Regions from separate parts of the Mus musculus genome. Here regions 2 and 3 are each linked to region 1. A link is a contact called in public HiChIP or PLAC-seq and promoter capture Hi-C data. All regions are on one chromosome and are shown on one strand. Each heading gives the region's core, a stretch centred on a gene start, on an enhancer-like site or on the middle of the called end of the contact. The rest is flanking DNA. Distances are from core to core; before and after follow the strand shown.

Evidence for each region. HiChIP or PLAC-seq counts read pairs in DNA pulled down with a chosen protein or histone mark. Capture Hi-C pulls out chosen DNA fragments and counts their contacts.
Region 2: a contact with region 1 is called in a FOXA1 HiChIP or PLAC-seq map of pancreatic cancer cells. The contact joins two enhancer-like sites. A contact is called at or near these places in 2 of 115 datasets of contacts at active chromatin or transcription factors (embryonic stem cells and pancreatic cancer cells) and 2 of 9 other capture datasets (adipose tissue and liver).
Region 3: a promoter capture Hi-C map of adipose tissue shows a contact between it and region 1. The contact joins two enhancer-like sites. A contact is called at or near these places in 1 of 115 datasets of contacts at active chromatin or transcription factors (embryonic stem cells) and 3 of 9 other capture datasets (adipose tissue, liver and pancreatic islet).

The regions. Positions count from the first base shown.
Region 1 is chr17:13,865,531-13,868,886 of GRCm38.p6, reverse strand. The region is part of intron 22 of Afdn (afadin, adherens junction formation factor); the gene reads right to left. Among named protein-coding and RNA genes, the nearest start is that of Gm7168, 81 kb to the left of the region's middle. Within about 2 kb of position 1,571, at least 134 of the 459 cell types and tissues checked have an H3K27ac peak or open chromatin away from gene starts, as enhancers often do. A contact at or near this core is called in adipose tissue and pancreatic cancer cells, where this site is marked.
Region 2 is chr17:13,667,114-13,670,469 of GRCm38.p6, reverse strand. No RefSeq gene overlaps it. Among named protein-coding and RNA genes, the nearest start is that of Gm24867, 6.6 kb to the left of the region's middle. Within about 2 kb of position 1,564, at least 169 of the 459 cell types and tissues checked have an H3K27ac peak or open chromatin away from gene starts, as enhancers often do. A contact at or near this core is called in pancreatic cancer cells, where this site is marked.
Region 3 is chr17:13,731,156-13,734,511 of GRCm38.p6, reverse strand. The region is part of intron 1 of Tcte2 (t-complex-associated testis expressed 2); the gene reads left to right. Among named protein-coding and RNA genes, the nearest start is that of Afdn, 28 kb to the left of the region's middle. Within about 2 kb of position 1,606, at least 51 of the 459 cell types and tissues checked have an H3K27ac peak or open chromatin away from gene starts, as enhancers often do. A contact at or near this core is called in adipose tissue, where this site is marked.

The DNA of each region.
Region 1 (3,356 bases), core at 322-2,821:
AGGGCACAGTCACAATCAAAAGCAAAAATCAATCTCCAACCGTCCAATGTCTGGGATCCAACTCATGATCTTCTGGGCTCCTCCAAGGGCTTAGGTCACTTCTCCAGCCAGGCCCTTTGTAGCACACGCGTTGTCCTCTAGGCTCCAGATGCCTGTACTCCACTGCTGCTGCTGCTCTTGGTGGTCATCTCATGGTACTGGCATCTCCAAAACCAGTACCACCTGGGTGACCCTTACACATTAACAAGTCCCGCTGCAGCAGGAGTACAACCTTGACTATCTTTGGAACACAGCCTCTTTGTGCTTTCAGAAAACACTTCTCAGAAGATGTCACCTCAACGATGCTGGTCTCTTCTTAATCACCGCTAATTGCTTAGCTCCAGCTAACCTGCATCAAAAGCTCCTTTCTCTGTGATAACTCCAGCTGTGTCAAGTTGACACAGAACCAGCCAGTACAGGAACCTTATGATTTAATCTAAGATTTAAAAACTTAAAACTCGGGTATTTAGTTTAAAAGAACTAACTGTAACATCATTAAGGCAGTAATTAGCCAATTGTTTCTTAAAAAAATATTGCAATATATAGTAAAAATATGCTGTAATATATAGTAGTAAAAAGCAGTAATTAGCCAATTGTTTCTTAAAAAAATATTGCAATATATAGTAAAAATATGCTGTAATATATAGTAGTAAAAATAAACACAGTAGTAAATATTTTAATATATTTAAACTATAAGTTGATATTTTCATGTTTTAAAAAAGAACAGCACATCAAAAAGCTGTGGAGAAAGTCTACTCTGAAGCTATCAAATGTAGCCGAAAGTTATGAGCACCTGACTATGTCTGCTTTTGCAAATTATACAACGGCAGTTACCATTTAAAGCCATTTCTACCATATTATAACTAGTAGGGCTAAATCTTATGGGTTTTTTTTTTCCTGAATAAAAAAATATCATAAGAACTTCACATTTTTATGAACCTTAAATATTTGCAACATAAACAGAGAACAACAACAATCTGGGTATGTAATTACAAGCTACGTTACAAGCCTCACTCTAGATGAGCAAGTTAATTATTAACAGGTTTGAACAAGCCAGAGTGCAGGAGGAAGCATTCTTTAAGGATCAGTTTGCACAAGAACATTCAGGACAACACCCTGAAGAAACTCACCACTGATTCTGCCCTTCCGACAACAGAGAACCACATGTTATCTCCAGGACAACAGCCTCGAGCTGGAGACTAGTTGTCTACTTCTCTCAGTTCCCACAGCAAGCAGCACAGCTGGCTTTTCGGGACTGGCTGGCCACAATGCCGACTGGGTGCTGTGACACTGTATGGCATTTATCAACAGGAACTGGAACCAACGCAACACTCAGGTTCTTATGCAACCCAGCCACTCAGATTTTCATTCCCTTCGTCCTTTACTAAACTTTAAAGGGTTATAAAAATGAACGGGAATTGTTTGTATTTTAAAAATCCAAATTAAACAGGAAGCGTCGGCACGGTGCTATCCCACAGACGAGTAAGAAGTAGCATGCTGAACTCTCCAAAAGCAATGTCTCCAAAAGTAAACTGCAAACCCACATCGCTTCCAAATCATCTGGATTTCATAATGTTTAACCACCATGTGGAGGGCAAGGAGAAGAACTTAATATCAAAACACGGTTCTGGGTTACAGCAACAGAGACATGCAGCAATTAAAAAAGGGAAGAGGCCTGAGTTAGACACTCAAATTTGCAGCAAACAACAGAAAGGTTTGGGGTGACAGGAAAATACAGTGGGCTGGGTGGAAGTAAGAGCTACATGGAATAAGCAGCTACTGCCAGTGTTTTTGATGGCTTCTTACTCAATCATGAGGGAACACAATCATCACTAAGTCTTAAAGGCACAGAGACAGACAAGCCCATAGGCCTGCAGAGCCCTCAGGCCGAGGGCAGCCTACAAGTAGCTAAGCAGGAGACAGGGCTGACCATCCCAACATGTACCAGAGGTCATCACTATTATCTATATAGACCTAAACACTTCTCACCTGTGCTGTGCTGTCCAGCAGCTGTCCACCCAAGGCGACCTGTGCTTTCTTTGGCTGAGCCTTCCTTCCTATACTATAAACATGACACATACAGAGTGGAATAGGCACAGTGAAACGCTATTTACCTGTGTCGTCCAGAAAACAGATGTTAGGGATACTATTATTCATATATTAAAAATGGCACACTGTCCAGTTTACAAAGTATTTTTAGTTATTTCATTCAGAGTGCCCAATTACCAATTCCTAAATTTTATCTCTGGCTCTAACTTTTTGAGCTCCATTTTCCAATCCCCTGCTAGAAAACACATTAGTTTATCTTACCAGGATCCCAAAATTTCAAGTGTGACATATTCAATCCTGAACTTACAATTAACCTCCACCAACTTCTGCCTGTTCTTTTTCTGACAGTTTTGCCTTCAGGACCCAGCGGCTCAAGTCAGAACCAGATTCTCTGTTTCTCCCCTCAATTCATCCCATCTGAGCACTGCCATGCAGCAAGTATCTACCACCACTGACCATGACCAAGGAACTACCTGCCACTCATCAAGGCAGGAGATAACACATTCCCTCACAAGGGTCTGGTACATTTCTGCTACTGATTACCTCTGCCACCTCTGCTACTAGGATCTTTCATTGCAAAATGAGTGCAGAAACCCTGTGAATTAGCTACTTTTCTCCTGCTATAAAAAGAAAAGCCAAAAACTCAAAACAACAACAATAAAAACAAACAAAAAATGATAAAAGCAACTTAAAAGATAGTTTTTGTTCGTGTCTCATGGTTTGAGGCGGTTAAGTCCATCATCACTGTTGAAAAGCTGTGGCAGCGAGAAGAAGAGGGGCCTGGTCACACTGAATCCACAGTTAAGAAGCAAAGGGGGACAAATGCTGGTGCTCAGCTGGCTCCATCCCTTTCCTTCCTTGTTCAAGTCTAGGAACCCAGTCAATAGGACAATTTGGCCACAGACATGGGTCTTCCCTTCTCAGTTCAATCTCTGAAAACATCCTCAGACAACACAAAGGGGTCTGGGTGTCTCCTGGTGATTCTAAATCCAGCCATGGTGACAACAAAAGCTTATCATCAAAGCCTACAATCCCCACCCCACACAACATAACAGTTATCATACTATACCCTAGTCAAAGCCCTCTCTCACTTACACTAAAACGTACAGTTTTGACAAGATGCACCTTCACAAGGTTGAATCTCAGAGAGGAACTAATACGCCTGTTCTTGTAAATCAGGTTTCAGGGAACACAGGCTGGACTACGACTCTGAGCTTGGCTTGATGCCCTACTTCTCCACATGATACCTGGCAGAGGAACCAAGAGTG
Region 2 (3,356 bases), core at 315-2,814, 200 kb after region 1:
ACACACACACACACACACAGAGTCTTCTGAGGGGCTCAGTCTGTGGCCCTGCCCTAGCTTGGTGGACATTCATTAGTGCTGGCTATGCTTGTTCAAGCATGTCAGGGCCATGCATCAGTCAGAGCAGTGTGGGGGAGAGGTGGCCAGCTTGTCCATCTGTCCTTACCTTCCTCTCACTAGTGAAGGGTCTGGAGAGCAGAGAGGGTCCCCTGCTTCATCTGCCTGTTTTACCTGGAGGTCCTTAGGTTCATAAGGCATCTTTTCCGACTCCTAACACAGGGAAGGTGTTTAGTGCCATTAGGGTCTTGTATTGTTTACCCAGTAACTCTGGGTACCTCTAGAGAGTCTGGGAACAAAAGACTCAGAGCTGGGTGAGATGCCAGATAAGCCATGAGCAGGAAAAAAAAAAAAAAATCAAAGCTCGTGGACAAACCAAGGGCTCAGTTTAGATTCTGTTCAGGGTGTCTAACAGGTCCTCCTGGTTTCCGAAAAATACAAGAATGTCCAACAGGCCTGGGGAGATGGCTCCAGAGGGAAGAGTGCTTGCTGTGTGACACTCAAACAGAAAGATGACCAAAGCTATCTGTGCCTGTAACCCCAGCTTTGGTAACTGTGGGGTGGAGCCTAGACAAAACACTAACACAGTCCACCTCACAGAAGTGGTGAGCTTCCAGTTCAATTCCAAGGGACTAAAGCAGAGAATGACAGAGAGAGACCTTATGTCTTTCTCTGTCCTCTGTGGGAGCATGCAACCACACATTCATGTGTATGACCAACAACAACACACACACACACACACACACACACACACACACACACACACACACACACACACCATGCAAACACACAAAGAATGTCCAAAAGCCCTACAGACTCCAGACAGCACAGCCTCTGGCCTCCTTCATTTTCTGAGCCTCTTACAGAAAGGCAAAGCCTGTGCCAAGGGGTTTGTGGATCGCAGAATTATCATGTAGCATCCTCTGTCTCCACTGAGTAATTCCTGTGGATTGATCAATATCAAAGGTCTGGGCTTGCCGCCAGCCTGCGATGCCATGCATGCTCGGAGAATACTGTCACTGCATTTTAGAGCACGCCCAGCCACTTCCTCCCAGATGCCCGCAGCATCCATATTCACAGACAAACGATCTTCCTTAACCTCCTAAAATCACGATAGGCAGTGTCAGCCTTGAGAATTTTTTTCTTTTTAATCAGGAAATGGGAAACACAGGAGCAATGCATTCATTAGGAGAATTCCTCATGTCTCCTGACCCGCATAAATCACAAAATCCCTTCAATGGTTTCTTAGTTTAGAATCCAAATTCGAGGGTGCTGCCAGCCAGTCAGCTGAATCCCTGCATTTCCCATTCATCTTGATATTTTATCAAAAATATCTTTCTTACAACTGGTATAGATCCCCGGTGCCCCGGGAGCATTCACAAAACCTGATTTGGCCCACAGAAGGCTATTTATATATAGTCTCTGCGACCTAGGCATTCTGGACAGAGGGGCGTGGCACAAGGAAGCTGCAGGTGCCACGGGCCAACCCAGGGTTCAGGGCTGGGGGTGGAGACTGAGCAGAGCTGAGAAGGGCTTGAGTAAGCAATAAATATACTGCCTGGCGCCTTGATTCATATGCTAAGGAGCATCAAATTCGGCTTTAATTGGTGCAGAGAGGGAAGCTTGCAGCTGCCTCTGGCCCACACTGTGCACGGTAGGATACTCCCATGAATAGTGTTTAAAAATAAGCCCCGCAGGGAAATGCAGCCCAAAGACTGAGAGCAGCCAGTGACTGGGGGAGGGGGTGTGGGCGGCCTGTGGCTGGGGAAGGGTGTGGGGCGCAAGGCTACCAGGTTAAATCTGAGAAGATCTCAGACCTCAGAGTCCCAGGAGCCGCAGATTTCCTCCGTGCCCTGTAAAGAAATACGTGTTTCACCCTTTGTGAAAATGCTTAGCCTTTCATGATGGTTGCTGTTCCCCTGTGGACTCTTGTGGAGAGAGGCCACAGGGGCTCTCTTTCGGGGAAAGTCTCTTCTAGCCCTGTTTCCCTTTCTCCCTGGCTTTGGGGCTGGGCTCTAGGAAGGGACCCTCAGTGAGGGCAGAAAGCTCTTCACTAGGCTAAGACTTTCCCTACTGGAACTATGGAAGCAAGGAGACATGGTGCTTTGCCAGGCCAGCGTCCTAGGCCAGCCCTTCTTAGGTGCTGGCCAAGCCTAGTCAAATGAATTTCGCCTCTTCTTAGCTAGAGTGCAGAGTGACCACGTGTACAGCCAGCTCCTGGCCAAGAGGCCCCTAGAACAGGATCTGGGAGGGTTGGCTACTCTTGGTGTTTGTGTGTGAGTCTAGGTTGTAGAAACCATTGCTTATGTATGGATCATATAAGCACATTTATAAACCAGCAATGAAGAGGCTTTCTGACCTGAGTGTGTGTGTGTGTGTGTGTGTATGTGTGTGTGTGTGTATGTGTGTGTATGGAGAGAGAGAGATGGGAAAGAGAGAAAGAGAGGGAGGAGGGGAGACCTTTGCTATAAAGAAAAGTCTGGTATATTCCATATTGAATTCCATGTGCTGGGTTTCAGGTGAGAGAGTAGGAAGCTAAGTGGGTTGTTTGTAGCCATCAGGTTCCACTCAGGTGTCTTAAGTCAGGTGGGACATTTGTACTTCCAGCTCTGGGACAGGGGGGGCATGAGGCCTGACCACACTAGGTTTCTAACAGCTTCCTGGTTTGTAGAATTTGAATGAGACTCTCAGTTTCTTGAGCCGCGTTTTACTTCTGTGACAAATGACGTCTAAATGCAATTTCAAACAGTAGCTCCCTCCGGGCGTGGTGGCACACGCCTTTAATCCCAGCACTCGGGAGGCAGAGGCAGGGGGATTTCTGAGTTCGAGGCCAGCCTGGTCTACAAAGTGAGCTCCAGGACAGCCCGGGCTACACAGAGAAACCCTGTCTCGAAAAAACAACAAAACAAAACAAACAAACAGTAGCTCCCGGTTAAATGAGGTCTATGCTCTCAATTTCTATCTCTATCACCAGCCTAAGACTTCCCTTTGTATTCCTGGGCAGTACAAGCGTTGCTTGTGCATGAAAATCAAGGCTGGTCTGGGGAGGAGAGGGGACCCACCTACCTCACAGAGGGAGACTGTTCCTGGAGACTTGTGTATATACCACGTGTGTGGTGGGGGAGGCCCCTCCCAGCCTCTGTGTTCTCAGCTTATATGCAGAGCTATGGACATGCATCTGATAAAGCCCCAGGCTCTGGCAGGACAGCGCTTCAGTCCCCTGCCTTGTGGGTTCATCTGTGGCCATTCTGGCAGCTCTAATGCTTCTGTGACAGTCTGGGAGATAGAGCCTAGCCTTT
Region 3 (3,356 bases), core at 357-2,856, 130 kb after region 1:
GTGTGGATGGCCTTCAAGTTTAGTTGAATGTGGTATGTTCAGTAGAGATGTGACAAAGAGACGGTGCCACACTGCCGAGCACAGATCACCACCAGGACTATAGCGCACCATCCAGTGGTTCCACAGTGTGGTCCAAGGACCCGGAGGGGATCCCTAAGGTCCTTTCTGAGGTCTTCAGGATCAAACCAGTTTCAGCATTAACACTATTTACCCATGACTACCGGGCTGAATAGAACATAATCCATCATAAAGGTGAGAGTGTTCATTCCCTGCCTGCTCTGTGCAGTAGCCGTTCTACCATCGCCAGGCTGCTCCAGTCTTCACCAGGAAGCACCCCAAGTGGGCACTTAGGATGGGAAGCAGTGCCAGCTGCTAAGCCCAGCAGGTCTTTGCTCTGGACTACACATCCTCTTTGCTTTTCTGTGGCATGAAACAGAAATTGTGAACAAGGCTCTTTTCGTCCAGCCATGAAACTTGGTAGGTTTTATTTTAAGGACATTCTGACTACTTTCTCCCTGGACCATCACCAAGCAGCAGATAAACTATGGTCATCCAGGTTTTGGTACTTGGATGAGCACATATTCTAAAAAAGAAACTGTCTCCTAAAAAACCAAAACACAACAACAACAAAAAGCAAAAACAAACAAACAAACATAAAAACCCAAAACCTGGCACTACGGCTTGCTAAAGACATTCAAGATTTTGTGCGTATTTTGGAATTTTGGAGAAACATGAGCTGCTTGTCACTTCCTCAGCATTTTGATGAGATCAATGGCAGCATTACTAAAGGAGACTTTTCAATATCAGGAGAAACGTGCCCCATACAGAAGATCTATCTGCAGGATTCAGGGAATCCAAACGTCCAAGGGTGAGCCCAGCGGACTGCAAGCTCGGCTTGCAGATTCTAATGTGGAGAGTGACAAACTCTAATTTCTGATTCTAAGGTGCAACTAGCCTTTAAGAAATTATCTTTTGTCCGGCTGCAGAATAGTTTCAAAGAAGAAGGTCCACAATTATTCAGAAAAGGCTACAAAAGCCACTCTGTTTTCTGTGTCTGACCACAGCAACCTATCACAGTGGGCTGAACACAGAAGCAGACCTGAGGCTGACTTGGAACACACAAAAGCCACACCTTAAACATATTTGCAAAAGTGTACCTTTTGTACTGTGTGCACCAATCTTTTTTGTTAGAAAATGTGACTGCTTTTTATTTTTAAAAAATATATCATATATGTTAATATGTGATAGGTTCCCTATTGCTGTTTTTGAGTGGATCGATATCATGGGAAATTTCTGGTTCTTATTTCTAATAAAGTACACTTTAACAGGAATTATCTACCTAGGTGAAGCCTCTGGTGAGTTCTGAGGGTAGAAATACAGGTTCCTGAACAAGAAGGCTGAGGACTTGGGGTGTCCCTGAGGAAGTGGGGGACTGAGGTCTGTTTGGGGTTCATTACCAGGACAAAAGAACTATACAAGTAAGACAAAGAAGTGCAGATGCACCAGGACGCTTGTGATAAAGTGGAATAGTGCTGAGTAAGGCGGGCTTCAGAGGTGCCGAGAAAAACCCAAGAGTGAAACTCGCTTCCGAGATAAAGGTGGTGAGCTCATCTGCTGGCTTGAAGCTGCCAGCATTCATTTCATTCCACAGCTTGGGCCGTGGCATGGCGGCCTCACCTCAGCAGCTGCTGTAGATAGACTTCATTTTCAGAACACAGCTTCCTGCTTTGCATACTCTCCTCCAGAGGTGGGAGTATGGAGACTCCTAGCACAGGTTCTTTTCTGTCTCTGACATAGGAGGGATAGACCAAGAGGGAGTAAGCCCGGTTCAGGAAAAGCAGGTGATTCATCGAGTCCCCTGGGAAACGCATTGTAGGTAAGCAAGCGCTGAGAAGTTGTGTCAAGTCTCCAGCCACTTGGTTCTTCTAAAGCATTAGAGGACTTTTACTTGAGCTCTCCCGACACTTTCCGTCCTTTCCGTTTTTATAGGAAACAGATGAGACCTGAAAGGCCCTTGTGCACCTTTTACTCCCTACCCTGGCTTTTGAGCACTCTGACTTGATCAGTGACCAAGTTGGCAGCTTGGCCAGTAGTTGAGCATGCCTTTGCACAGTGGATTGTCAACTGGTTCTGTAAGGTCAAGGCAGAGTCTGCAGGACTTAGAGGACAGGGTGGGGCAGACAGCGGGCAGGGGACACCTTATTTTCTAGGGTGCTGAGGGATGAATCCAAGGTCTTGTTCCGCACGTGCTACCCCATTATTTTAAATACTTCCTGCATATCCTGGGCAGATATAGCCGGTTCGGGAGCTGGACGAAAGGGGAGGTTGGCCGCCTTTGAATTAGGTCATTTAAGTTTCTAAAGAGCCTTGGGTTTCTAAGTGAAGACAGCTGGCTGGAGTCCTGTTCTGGGCTCATCGTAGCCCCATGAGTAAAGGGCCTGACAGTTTATGAAATGGAACCAAGGCACTGGTGAGGGAGGGGTGGGTGAGGGGAGGCACAGCACCAGCTTCCTGTTCCCAGGGACCTTCCTCCAGAAGCAAGGCTTGCTTTGAGCTGAGGAAGCTGGAACCGCAGCCTAGAGGTAGAAAAAAAGGCAGAGGAGGCTTGGGGGAGGCCCAAGAAGAAAGGGTGGGCCAGACACACAGAAGTCCTCAGGGACAGACAGAAGCAGACCGTCTGCCGAGGACAGTAGTTACTAGCCTTCCACATCCTTAAGCACAGCAGGAGCCACTGAGGCATCATCTGGGGCAGACAGGGATGGAGAAGGGAGAAGACACTGGGACAGGTGGGCGGGCAGGGATGGAGAAGGGAGAAGACACTGGGACAGGTGGGCAGACAGGGATGGAGAAGGGAGAAGATACTGGGACAGGTGGGCAGACAGGGATGGAGAAGGGAGAAGATACTGGGACAGGTGGGCAGACAGGGATGGAGAAGGGAGAAGACACTGGGACAGGTGGGCGGGCAGGGTGCCCATGAGAACACAGTAGGGAGACACAGAATGGGAGCTGATAATTCAGAAGACACAAAAAAGTGGGGATTGTGGGGATGGTACCCAAAGAGCAGACAGCACGCAGGGGATCCCAGGGCTTTAGGGTCACTGTAGACAGTGTGTTTGTGGGGGGGGAGGGGTGGAGGGGGGGTGCAGTGAAGGGGATGTTACCAAAGAATGGCTGGCTTCATTCTGGGCCAGGGTGGTTCAGCATAGCATTAGCATGAGTCAAGGAGCCCCACAGTCTGACCCTAAGTGAGGATGATGATTTAAGAGACTCCTGTTTCCTCATCAAAAGATGATGACCCAGGACAGTAGTACAAGAACCATTAATTAAGAGTTGCATAGGGCTCCTGGCCAGGGACA